2 separate regions of the Rattus norvegicus genome follow, and region 1 is linked to region 2. Evidence: chromatin contacts called from public Hi-C data. All regions are on one chromosome and are shown on one strand. The core of a region is the stretch at or near the end of the contact, and the rest is flanking DNA. Distances in the headings are between cores, read along the strand shown.

The links. A called contact is a pair of places that touch in the nucleus more often than the background predicts.
Region 1: a contact with region 2 is called in a Hi-C map of liver, with 10 times the contacts expected there. The contact joins the promoter of Cited2 here to the enhancer-like site in region 2. A contact is called at or near these places in 3 of 12 Hi-C or Micro-C datasets (kidney, liver and psoas muscle) and 1 of 1 datasets of contacts at active chromatin or transcription factors (oligodendrocytes).

Annotation. Positions count from the first base shown.
Region 1 is chr1:14,129,987-14,135,145 of GRCr8, reverse strand. Cited2 (Cbp/p300-interacting transactivator, with Glu/Asp-rich carboxy-terminal domain, 2) reads right to left here and starts at 2,843. Exons shown (of 2, transcript NM_053698.3): 1 at 2,618-2,843; 2 at 400-2,142. The coding sequence starts at 2,134. The coding sequence ends at 1,325.
Region 2 is chr1:13,934,248-13,939,836 of GRCr8, reverse strand. LOC134484951 (a long non-coding RNA gene) reads left to right here. Exons shown (of 2, transcript XR_010062774.1): 2 at 2,418-3,010. Among named protein-coding and RNA genes, the nearest start is that of Cited2, 200 kb to the left of the region's middle. Within about 2 kb of position 4,071, at least 8 of the 93 cell types and tissues checked have an H3K27ac peak or open chromatin away from gene starts, as enhancers often do.

The DNA of each region.
Region 1 (5,159 bases), core at 1,594-4,093, 200 kb before region 2:
AATATTCTAGTCCATCTCCTTTTAAGTAGTTGAATCAGAAACACACTCCCCACCACCACCACCCTCCACCCCCAGTGAGAAAGATTTAATATTGCTAGCCTTCCTGGCCAAGGAATTCACTGGAATTGGATGCAGCTAAGAAATAACAAAAACACTTTGACAACTTCTCAGCCTTTGATTAAACCACAGCAAGGGGCAGGCTCCAAAGGTAACCATGTAGCATTACGCCACTTATCTTAAATCCTGCTCTCCCTTTAAGCTCACCGTGACCTGTTTTAGTGTCCTGAAACTTATCCTTTGGAAAGCTTACTCTTAATAACAAATAGAACGGAACAGACATCCCCCCCCCCAAACACCCCCCCACACCCACCCACAAATGACTGACTTTTAGAAAACAAGTTATTTCTTAACTTTTTATTGACATTGGCAAATTAAAATAGAATAAATTAACAAGTATTTTTTCAAAAAAATGTTTTGTACAAAAATACTGTCAAAATTTCCTAAAAAGCTTTCAACACAGTAGTATCTTTTCATGTACTGAATATAACTATTAGCACAGTGTCAAAAATGTTGAAGACAGAAACAAAATAAAAATCTGTGAAATGTTTGCCACTGACGACATTCCACACCCTATTTATTGTCTGTACATATGGGGGAGGGGGAGACAGCCAACTTGAAAGTGAACGGTATGACTTTTCCTGATCCAGAACGGTTTGGCCCACATCTGTTTTAATCTTCCAGTTTAGCATATTTGAAAACTTAAGTCTGTACTCGAATGCATAGTTTAAAAAAAAAATGAAGCGAGACGGCAGTTTGTGCAGTAATATCTGCCCTTCAAAGTTCATGCAGCCAAGAAATGCAATTTTTCCTTTCACTCATAAATCTGAATGCAGTGCGCAGTCATTTGAAACCATCTACAAAATCCACAAGATTAAGCAGTTTGCCAAGCTTAATATCTAACAGTTGAGCACGGGAGAAAGTGAGGAAACAAGGAGTAAAAACAAACAACAAAAAAGACCAAGTTAGCTAGATACTTTCAACTACATAAGGGAGGTGGATGTCAAGTCTACAAAAACGAAACAAGAACAGGAAAAAGTGGCAGCAATCTTTTTTTTTTTTAAACCAATTTGTACAAGTTTATAGTTTACTTTGTTTCCAGGTTCTCAAACCTTTCAGGATCTGAAAAGTGAGATACTGCGTCTAAGGGAATGTTTTTGTTTTTTTGTTTTTTTTTTGTTTGTTTTTGATTTTTTTTAATTCACACCGAAGAAGTTGGGGGTGGGGGCAGGGAGGGTGATTTCTTTCAGCCGCGAGGTTAACCGAGTCAACAGCTGACTCTGCTGGGCTGCTGTTTGCACACGAAGTCCGTCATAAAATCAAACTCATTTTGGCCCAGCCAGAGTTCTGGCAGCTCCTTGATGCGGTCCAAACCCATCTCTATCACTAAGGACATAAGCACTTCCTCGTCGATGAAATCAGTGTCTATGACATTGGGCGGCAGCATTGCCGCGGGGACGTGAGCCACCGAGGCGGGCATGGTGCTGCCACCGCCACTGCCGCCCGCGCTGCTGCCACCCGCGCCGCCCGAGGTGCCGCCGGAGCCGCCGGGGGTGCCGCTGCCACCCGCGCCGCCAGGGGTGCTGCTGCCTCCACTGTGCTTGGGGTTGCAATCTCGGAAGTGCTGGTTTGTCCCGTTCATCTGGTGGCCTGCAGCGGGGTGCAAATCCGGCATGTAGTGGTTGTGGGGGTAGGGGTGATGGTTGAAATACTGGTTGTTGAGCTTCTGCAGCTGCATGCTGGCCGGCAGGGAGCCTCCCTGGCTGGCCACAGGGGGACCCATGAACTGGGAGTTGTTAAACCTGGCGGCCGGGGCCAGAGCGCTCGGGGGGTGCCCCCCGTTCACAGTCCCCGGCCCCATGGCGTGCCTGATGCCGCTCGTGGCATTCATGTTGCCCGCGCCGTAGTGTATGTGCTCGCCCATGAGGGCGTTGAAGGCGTGCTGGGGCTGCTGCTGCTGGTGGTGATGCGGGCTCGGGAACTGCCCCATGCCCATGCGGTGGGCAGGGTGGTGGTGCAGCCCGTTGGTGCCGTCGGGGAAGCGACCGTGGTTCATGGCCATCATATGGTCTGCCATTTCCAGTCCTGAAAGCGAAACGAGCAGACGCTGAAACCCGCGCCACACGTGTCGCCCACCAGAGCGCACCCCACTTCTGTAGCCTCCCGAACCCGCGCGCACGTCAAGCTGCAGACCCCTACACCCCCCAAGAGAGAACCCACCAGCAGCCCGTGCACCCGAGCTCGCTACCTCGGCGGACCTGCTGCCTGCCGGATCCGCACAGCCTGGCGCTGAGCGACCAGCCCCTTCCCCTGCGATCCGGGGAAAGAGGAGGGGGGACCGGAGCCCACACCCCCCTGGGTTCCCTGAAGTGGCCTAATAAAGGAAGTGCCCCGGAGCCGGGCCGCGAACTTCAGGCATTCAATCAACCCTCCTCACCCTGTGGTTGCACATCCTGTTGTTATTCCCCAGCTCCGCCTCACGCTCGTCCCCGGGGCCAGCCCTGCCCTCGGAGGACTAGGCTGGCAGCAGCCCTGGCTAAGCTTCGCCCGCCGCGCTCACCTTCCGTCTTTGCGATTTCGGCTCGGAACACCGAAGGCGGGCTCGTCGGGTCCAGGACCGGCTCAGCAGCACATAGAGGGGCAGCCGAAGGGCTGTGGGGCGCTCGCTGGTGCGAGGTTGGCGCCGAGGTCTTGCAGCAGCCGCTGGAGCAAATTCCGAGCCGTTCCCTTTTCTTTCCCTCCGCTGCCCTAGCCGCTCCTCAGGACCGCCAGGCAGCTGCCAACAATGAGCTGTGTTTCTCCGGGCTTTGGCCACAGTTAATATAAGGATCTCAGGAAGGGCGGAGCGAGAGCCTCCCCGGCGGCAAGCACGAACATACGGATTCAGGAACATCAAGCGCCCTGGACCGGGTCCTCCGCCGCGTCCGCGAGTCCGCGCTGCACGTGCGCAGCGGCTGCGCGCCTCGGCGCCGCCCAGCAGTTCCCCGGACTGTGGTGTCTTTCTGGCCCCCAAATGTGCGGTTGTGCCTGCCACCTCCGGGACAACGAGCTAATCCTCCCGGCCACCCTGTGCAAGGAAGCACCTAATGGAGAGGAGCAAGGAGCACTCCCCGCCTCCTTCTGGCCAGATCTCCCCACCCCCAGCTCGCTCACCCGGCTTACCCAGTGATCTGCCCTGCCCTCTACAGGAAAAAGGGGTTCGCTCAGCCTCCCTGCCCAGCAGAGTTTTCTTAGGTGCCAAACTCTCCCCAACCTGAGAAGAATGGCTATGCTTTCCCGAGCTAGATTTTTAAAGCCCTTGGGCCGATCGTGTCCTGTCCTCTGAGCGCGCTTTCCTGAGCCGTGCCTTTGTGCTTTTTGATACAGGCAGCATGTAAACCTAACTGAGGGGTTTTCTTCTAGTGGACGCACCCCTAACTCCCCATCTCCCGCTCTGCACCTCCACTCTTCAAGGACAGGGGTTGGGGGCGGGGAGCGGCAGCGGCTGCAGGTGGACCGAGCGCGCTCACAGGCCGGGGCGGCTCCACTCCCCGGTTCTGGGATCCACTCCGCACTTTCCGGCCTGCTCCACGCTCCGGGAGTACGTGTGCTTCTGCTAAGTTTGCGTTTGCAGCTCTTGGTAGCTTTGGCATCCGAGCTGAGGCGTCCCTGCTCTGTAAACAAACTCAGCGATCCTCGTCCCCAGATCCACCTTTTTGCACATACACAGTTACTTGCTTCTGCTGTTGCCCTTGATCCAGGAGGTGGGGGTGTGTGCAAACTTGCACAGCCTCCCTCCGGGCTCTGCCTGACGGTTTGGGGTTGATTTAGAAGCAAACGGGTTTGTAATTAAGAAATTCGAGGGCTGAGTAAGGCTGCTGCTGCAGCAAAAGGAAAACAGATAGATAGCTTGGTAATCGCTTTGTAAATAAAGTCGTTTTGGAAGTGGGCACGTAGCAGCACGTCCTGTATGGTACAGTGCGCGCACACACGGCCAGGAGTCTTCCTTTTCAGTGAAATTGTTCAGTGGAGCAATAGGCGGTGATAATAATAACCTTGCTTGCAGAACGAAGCACAACGAGCCCGATCGCCCATTTGGCTCATTGACTTGCAAATAAAACCCCTAACACTGGTCTGGGCCACTATCCAGTCCTAGCTCTCTTGCTTTGCGAGTTATTTTTCCTACCCCAGGATGAGGCTGCTTGGAGCGTGTATCTCTCTCTTTAAGTGGTGAAATCGAGTTTAGCGCTCCGAATAAGGACTTCTGTATACGGTTGTTTCTTCATAACTCGATGTCTATGGAAGACTTCCTGCTATAAAGTGCCAGTGCCCCTCCCCCCTCTCGTTTCTTTTTTTCTCCCTTCTAGCTCACAGACTTTTTTTAAAGGCTGTATTTCTTGAGAACTGGAAATTCTGATACATTGCGTGCCCCATTCAGTAAAATTTTGACGTTACTCATATGTCTTCTTCAAGTTAGTCTTAAACACCCCAAACAACAAAACCTTCTCTCTTCCTCTCTACACTTTTTCCAGGATGTCCAGCATTTACAACCCTGTATGCAAATGATTTTGAAACCTCAAGAATGTTTACTTCTTGGAGAAGCGAGCAAGAGATAGATACATGCCTTTCAGTTATAACAATTCTCTGTTTTGTCCAGCTCCCAGTTTGGCCTGTATATCATGAACATAAAGTTGAAAAACCAAGAGGTTTTGAAGGAAACCAGAAAGGACACTTTCTATCAAAAATCTGCATTCAAAAGTCTTGGCGAAGCCAAGACAATTTTTTGAATAGATTATTTACTTCCCTTCTATATTGTGCAGTGTCTTGCGACACAAGGAACAGCTTTCGAAGTCTAATCTAAATTCCTCTTGCAACCATTAAGGGAAGGTACCCCACTACTGAGCTCCAACGTTTCTACAGATTGTTGGGCAATCTCTGGAAAGGTCACTTGCCCATCCCCCCCAGCAGTAAAAGGAAAAATAAATACTTCTGGGTCCAGTTGGATGGCATGCAGAATGCACTCCTCATTTATTCTCCCAATCATGTTTTCTGGGTTTTAGGAACTTCTTAGTGCCCTAAGATATAACGACAGGAACTCCTACTTAGAAGGAGACCTCAGATAA
Region 2 (5,589 bases), core at 2,822-5,321:
CCATCCTAAAAGGGGGCCAGAAAGACTGTACGAGCCAGAGGGCGGGAGCTAACCCGTGTCTTCTGGACCTGACAGGACGGCTGCACTCCGGAACTCTGCTGCAGCTGTGCGTCAGATGACGCTTGTCAAAAGACATCCAGGAGTTTTACGTAGTGCAGGGGAGCCACGAGGAAGAGGACAGAAATCACAGGAATTTTTTTCCTTTTTTTTTTAGTATGGTTTCTTAATTAAAGATTACTTTGAGACTTTCACGTATGAATTCTGTATTAACGCCATTCCTCCCACACCTCGCGGATTACCGAAAGTTGGCAGACAACATTAAAAGAGAAAGACATGCTCCCTTGACTCCTTCGTGGCTTTCCCCGCCTCTCTGAGTTCACCATAGCATCTTTGACGTCCTTCCTTCCTGCCTCATGTTCTCTGCCTCTCCTATCCCTGGGTCCAGGGTGCTTGTCTCCCCCTCACCCCAAGTACTTGCTCCTGATTTAAAATTCCATTCTGCTGGTACCTTTTCTTCTTAGACCATGGCTGTAAAACCTCACTCCCAGCACAGATAAATAGGCAAATATTCCTAGGAGGTGAGCCCAGCACCATGCTAGAATGACACAATTTAGCTGGTACCTGGTTTCAAGACTCTGTGGGTCTCTTTGAAATGCTGACCGTGTGGCCTTGATTGTATGGCACATTGTTTCTATGGGGAAGGCTATTTTTAGGAGCCAAATACATATTTTTTAGAGACTTTGTGTAAGTCCATTTGTATGTCATACATTAGTGACCGCCTCTGTACCTTTTATTGTGTTGACTGAGTGAAGAGCTGACCACCAAAATTAGCCCCAATGACATGGAATTGTTTTTTTTTTAGATTCTGGCTAGTTAGGGACATCAATTAGAAGATTGGGATTTCTAGTGTTGTTGAAATAGCCCAGTTTTCCCCCACCCCTGTTGTTGTTTGTTTTATGACTTGAATTCAATTTCAGCATTTAGTGGAATTTTAGCATTTGTCGTTAAGAGGTAAAGCGTCATTATATATCCTAGGCTGGCCTTGAACTGGAAATTTTCCTGAGTGCTGGGATTTCGGGTGTGAGCCACCATGCTTCGTGCAGAATGAAAAACTTTAAGTCATTGTGAACTCTTAATCCCTTTACGGTTCGTTACTGACTGTATAACTTCTGTTTGTCCTCTCTCCAGTCTCCTAGCCCATGTTTTACTATAGCTAAACTCTTATCTTTTGCCAGGTAGTGGTGGTGGGTGCCTATTACCAGCACTCCAAGGCAGAGACTGGCAGACTGTAAGTTCAAGGCCAAGGGGGTCTACAGGGAGAGTTCCCGAAGGACAGCCAAGGACTCACAGAGAAATCCCATCTTGAAAACCAACCAACTAACCAACCAACCAACCAACCAACCAACCAACCAACGAACCAATCAAAAAAAAACCTCAGACCTTTTCTGTTCATGAGAGAATATTTTAAAATTGTATCCTTCCAATCTCCAGCCTCCTCACCTTAGGAGTCTGAAGGAGCTAAAAATGCTACTTCTCAGCAGATCCTGAATGTTCAAGACGTTAGGAAAGGGTAGGAAAGAGAGACAAGTCCATGTTCTGATGTCCCACACACTGACAGTGGTACTAAGACCACAGAACTTTCTATAGTGATAGAAAAGGTCTCTGGTCAATACACTAGCACTTGAAACTGTGGCATTGAAGAATTTCTTATTATTTTATTAATGAATATCTGCAGGAGGCCAGTGAATTGAAAAGTTCCAGTGGGGAGAGATACAGGAGGAGATAGGCATGATGAGATATAAAAGAAGATAAACAGATAGGGCCGGCTAAAATTAACCAAATAGAACAGAAGGGAGTATTTGTGGGGAGAGGAAGGGAATGAACCAGAGGGGACTTAGATCTCAGCAGGATGCCAGCAGGGGAGGAGGAAAATTAGAACAAAGTATAATGACATATATATATATATATGTGTGTGTGTGTGTGTGTGTGTGTGTGTGTATGAATTATATATATATAATATATGAAAATGCAACGATGAAACCCATTAATTTGTATCCTAACTTTAAAAATTAATAAATTTTTATTGCAACAGCAAAAGAGCAAAACCAACCAGTGACATATTTTGGAACTAAGGAAAAAGTTAAATTCCAGATTAATGTCATGTTAACATACAGAAAATGTGGGAGACATGACATTTATACAGTCTTCTGGGGAAATAAGTTTAAATGTGTTAACAAAGCTAAAGTCACCCAAAGCGGATGACTGGTCATTTTTGAGACTCTTGTCAAACTTTATATATGCCTTCCCCTCTAGAGAGCCCATGAAGCCCACAAGTACCACAAGGTTTTTGAAAGCATCAAGCAGTCCTGACTCTACCCACATACTAGTGATCATTATTTTATCGCTCTTCTCAACAGGGAGGAAGTTGAGCTTTTAAGGACAAATGGATCCGGCAAGGATTTAAAGCTCCATCAAAGAGGTGCATTATAAAATATATTCTAGCAGGAAGAACACTACCTACCCATGACACGAAGTTGGACCAAGGCTGCTCTTGGATTGCATGACTTTGAATACCTTCATTGTTCCTTCTGGGTCATAGCACGCTTAGCTTAAAGCACACTCACAGTCATGGGTTCGAGGCCCATACAGTGAGTTTTCATCACCAAGCCTATCACTCCCCAAACTTTCTGTAGCTGCTGAGATAGATTCACCTTCTTTCTAGTTTCTTCGTAGTCACTGTTTGCGAGGAGAAGCCGAAGTGATGGCCAGTGTTAGAAAGAGGAAGGCCTGCAAAACATTGATGACTATCATAGGACTTTAAGGGCTGGCTTACAGCTCTTGAGCAGAATCTCAAAGCACAAGCAGCCCTGTGCAGGAGCTCGACTGGGCACTTTGTATGTTATTTTGTTGAGTTAACAAGGAATAGAAGAGTTTAATAAAGTCCTTGTTGATGCGTTTGTCTAAAGGAACATTCTGCCTTTTAATTTCGGATTAAAATTCTGGATTTTAATTTCGTGTTGACTCTAGTATTGTTTTAGCCATGTTCCCTGTGGCTGTGGTTGCTCTGGTGGTCTCCCTTTCTTACAAGGTGTCTTTAAACATTCCATTATTATAACATTATTATTATTATAACATTTCTTTCTTTTTCCTTTTTCTTTTCTTTCTTTCTTTTTTTGATTGGTTTGGTTGGTTTTTTTGTTTGTTTGTTTTTGTTTGTTTGTTTTGAGACAGGCTTTTTCTGTGTAGCCTTGGCTGTCCTGAAACTCACACTGTAGACCAAGCCACAAAATCACAGAGGTCTACTTGCCTCTGCCTCCCAAGTGCTGAGATTAAAGGCATGTGCCCCAACACTTTACCATAACATAATTGTATGTTCAGCCTGATTTAGCCTACTGGATTGACTCAAAGGCATACTTCCTTTTCCTTTCAAGTGTGTTGAAATTAAAATACTGCCTTTTATGTTGTTGCTAGCCAGGACCAAATACAAGAAGACTCCTTTTATTTATTTATTTTTCCCTCACAAGTCTTTAGATTCTGATTTCAGAATTCCATATATTCAAAGCTTGCCCTGAAAGTTTCGATAGGGAGAACGGCTCTTTTAGAAAGCTTGGGGAAAACACTTGGGGAAACGGTAGGGTCAGGCTGGGTCACGAGCCTTTGTGGGGCCAAAGTCCAAAGCAACAGGCAAGAGGCAAGCACTCCTTGCAAGCCTTGCAAGTGTCTTCTTTTTTAAAACTTCTGCTTACAGAGTCATTAGAACACTTTCTCTCTCTCTCTCTCTCTCTCTCTCTCTCTCTCTCTCTCTCTCTCTCTCTCCCTTTCTCTTTCTCTCTCTCTCTGTCAGTGTGTGTGTATGTCTGTGTGTGTGTTTTATTATTTCAGCAGTTCCTTCTACAGGGCCGTGTTCTCCTTATGCACAGAAGCCCTGTTCAAACATTACCAAGAAGACTGATAAGAAGAAAAAGAATCCACTGATGAGTTCTCAGAAAGAAAGCATTAGATTTAACTACGGGGCAATACTGCTGTGATTACTCGGCCCAGCTGACTGCAAGGTTGCCAGGCAGCACTCGCTCTGCCAAGAATGGGGGGAGAATGAGGCAACCATGTGGTTTGTATTACCAGCATCTTTTTTTCTTTCCCCCTAAAGTTTTTCAAGGTTCAGAAAGAGAACGTCACCCGCAATGATAATTCGGTTTGGAACAACTACTTTACCAGCGCTGTGTTCGGCAACTGTTGATTTGTTTGGATCCTAATATGCGAGTTCGCATTTTCACAATGCGGATGAGATAAAGCACAGCGTCTGTCAAGATCCCACTGGATGCAAATAGCCAAGTCTCAGGCCAATTCCCGCGTTTTCAGAAAAGAAAGAAAAAGATTAAAAACCACCCTGGCATTTTCTCTGCTTCTACTTGCAGCCTTTTAAAAAGACAGCTCAAAAAAAGAAAGTGAAGCAGCTCTCTTCTGTTTATTGGGTCCAGTCCATTTAGAGTTGGAGTTGATTAAAAAAAAAAAGTCATAATTTGCCACAAACTAATTAATCTGTGTAAAAACCATAAAATTCAAATGTTTTCATTTTTTTTATCATCTGAGTATTTTTTTCACTTACAAGAGGTTGACGAATCTAAAATTATTCAGACTTCGGAATAATCTTGGCTCTTCCTGGAAACACTATTCTCAGGAAGTCTGAAATACCAAATTTCAACAAATGATTCAGTTCTTAAGCAAATTTGCAAAGTCATACAGTTTGTGGCTCTGCATTGATTTTAGTACAATTCCTCCTGAATGAAGCCCCCTTCTTCACAGAAATGCATCTACCTCTGACCCTGTCTACTACGTCAGCCTTTCTATTATGCTGATTTCGTGCAGCTCTAAAAGAAACAGAGTTTTAAGAAGTCATTTTCTTCAAAGCTGTTGTAGTTCAGATGTTCTTTTTGACTATTAGTTTTAAGTCTTCGGAAGATCTACTATGACCACCCCTGGAAAGAAGGCCTTTCTCCCAGGGGATCTAAAGAATCCATAGCTGTGGCAGTCATACATTTCTGCTAAGACTTTCAAACAAAGAGGAAAAACTCCATTTGTCAATCATGATGCCCTGGTCTAAGCAAAAACGAGGGCCTGTTTAGTGAGAGTCTGTCAAGAATAGTCATTTGGACTCCAAAATTATGCTTCAGAGAACACTAAATCAGTTGTCAAAATATAACCTTTGTCCTCAAAGCAGTGTGATTCTACATAGCATCTGTCTGTCTGTCCAACCCTTTCACTGAAGGCTTTCAGCAAGAATTAGTGAATTCTTATTGTGTTATAGGCATCATCCTGGACTGTGGACACAGAGATTAAAAAAAAAAAAGAAAGACACAACTCTATTCACAAGGCCAGTGTGCTAGAGAGGAGACAAAATGGTCCTAAGAGATGAAACAGACTTGAATAAATTGTTACAATCAAATAAAACAGGCACTGTAATGGCTGGGAATAGAGAACATGTGGGAGACTGGATATAAGAGGATTTTGTCCAGGATCCTAGTAGACGACAGCTTTTCTTTTCAAATGCCTCTTAAAATTCATGGAAGACTTACTGTCTGAGATCAGTTT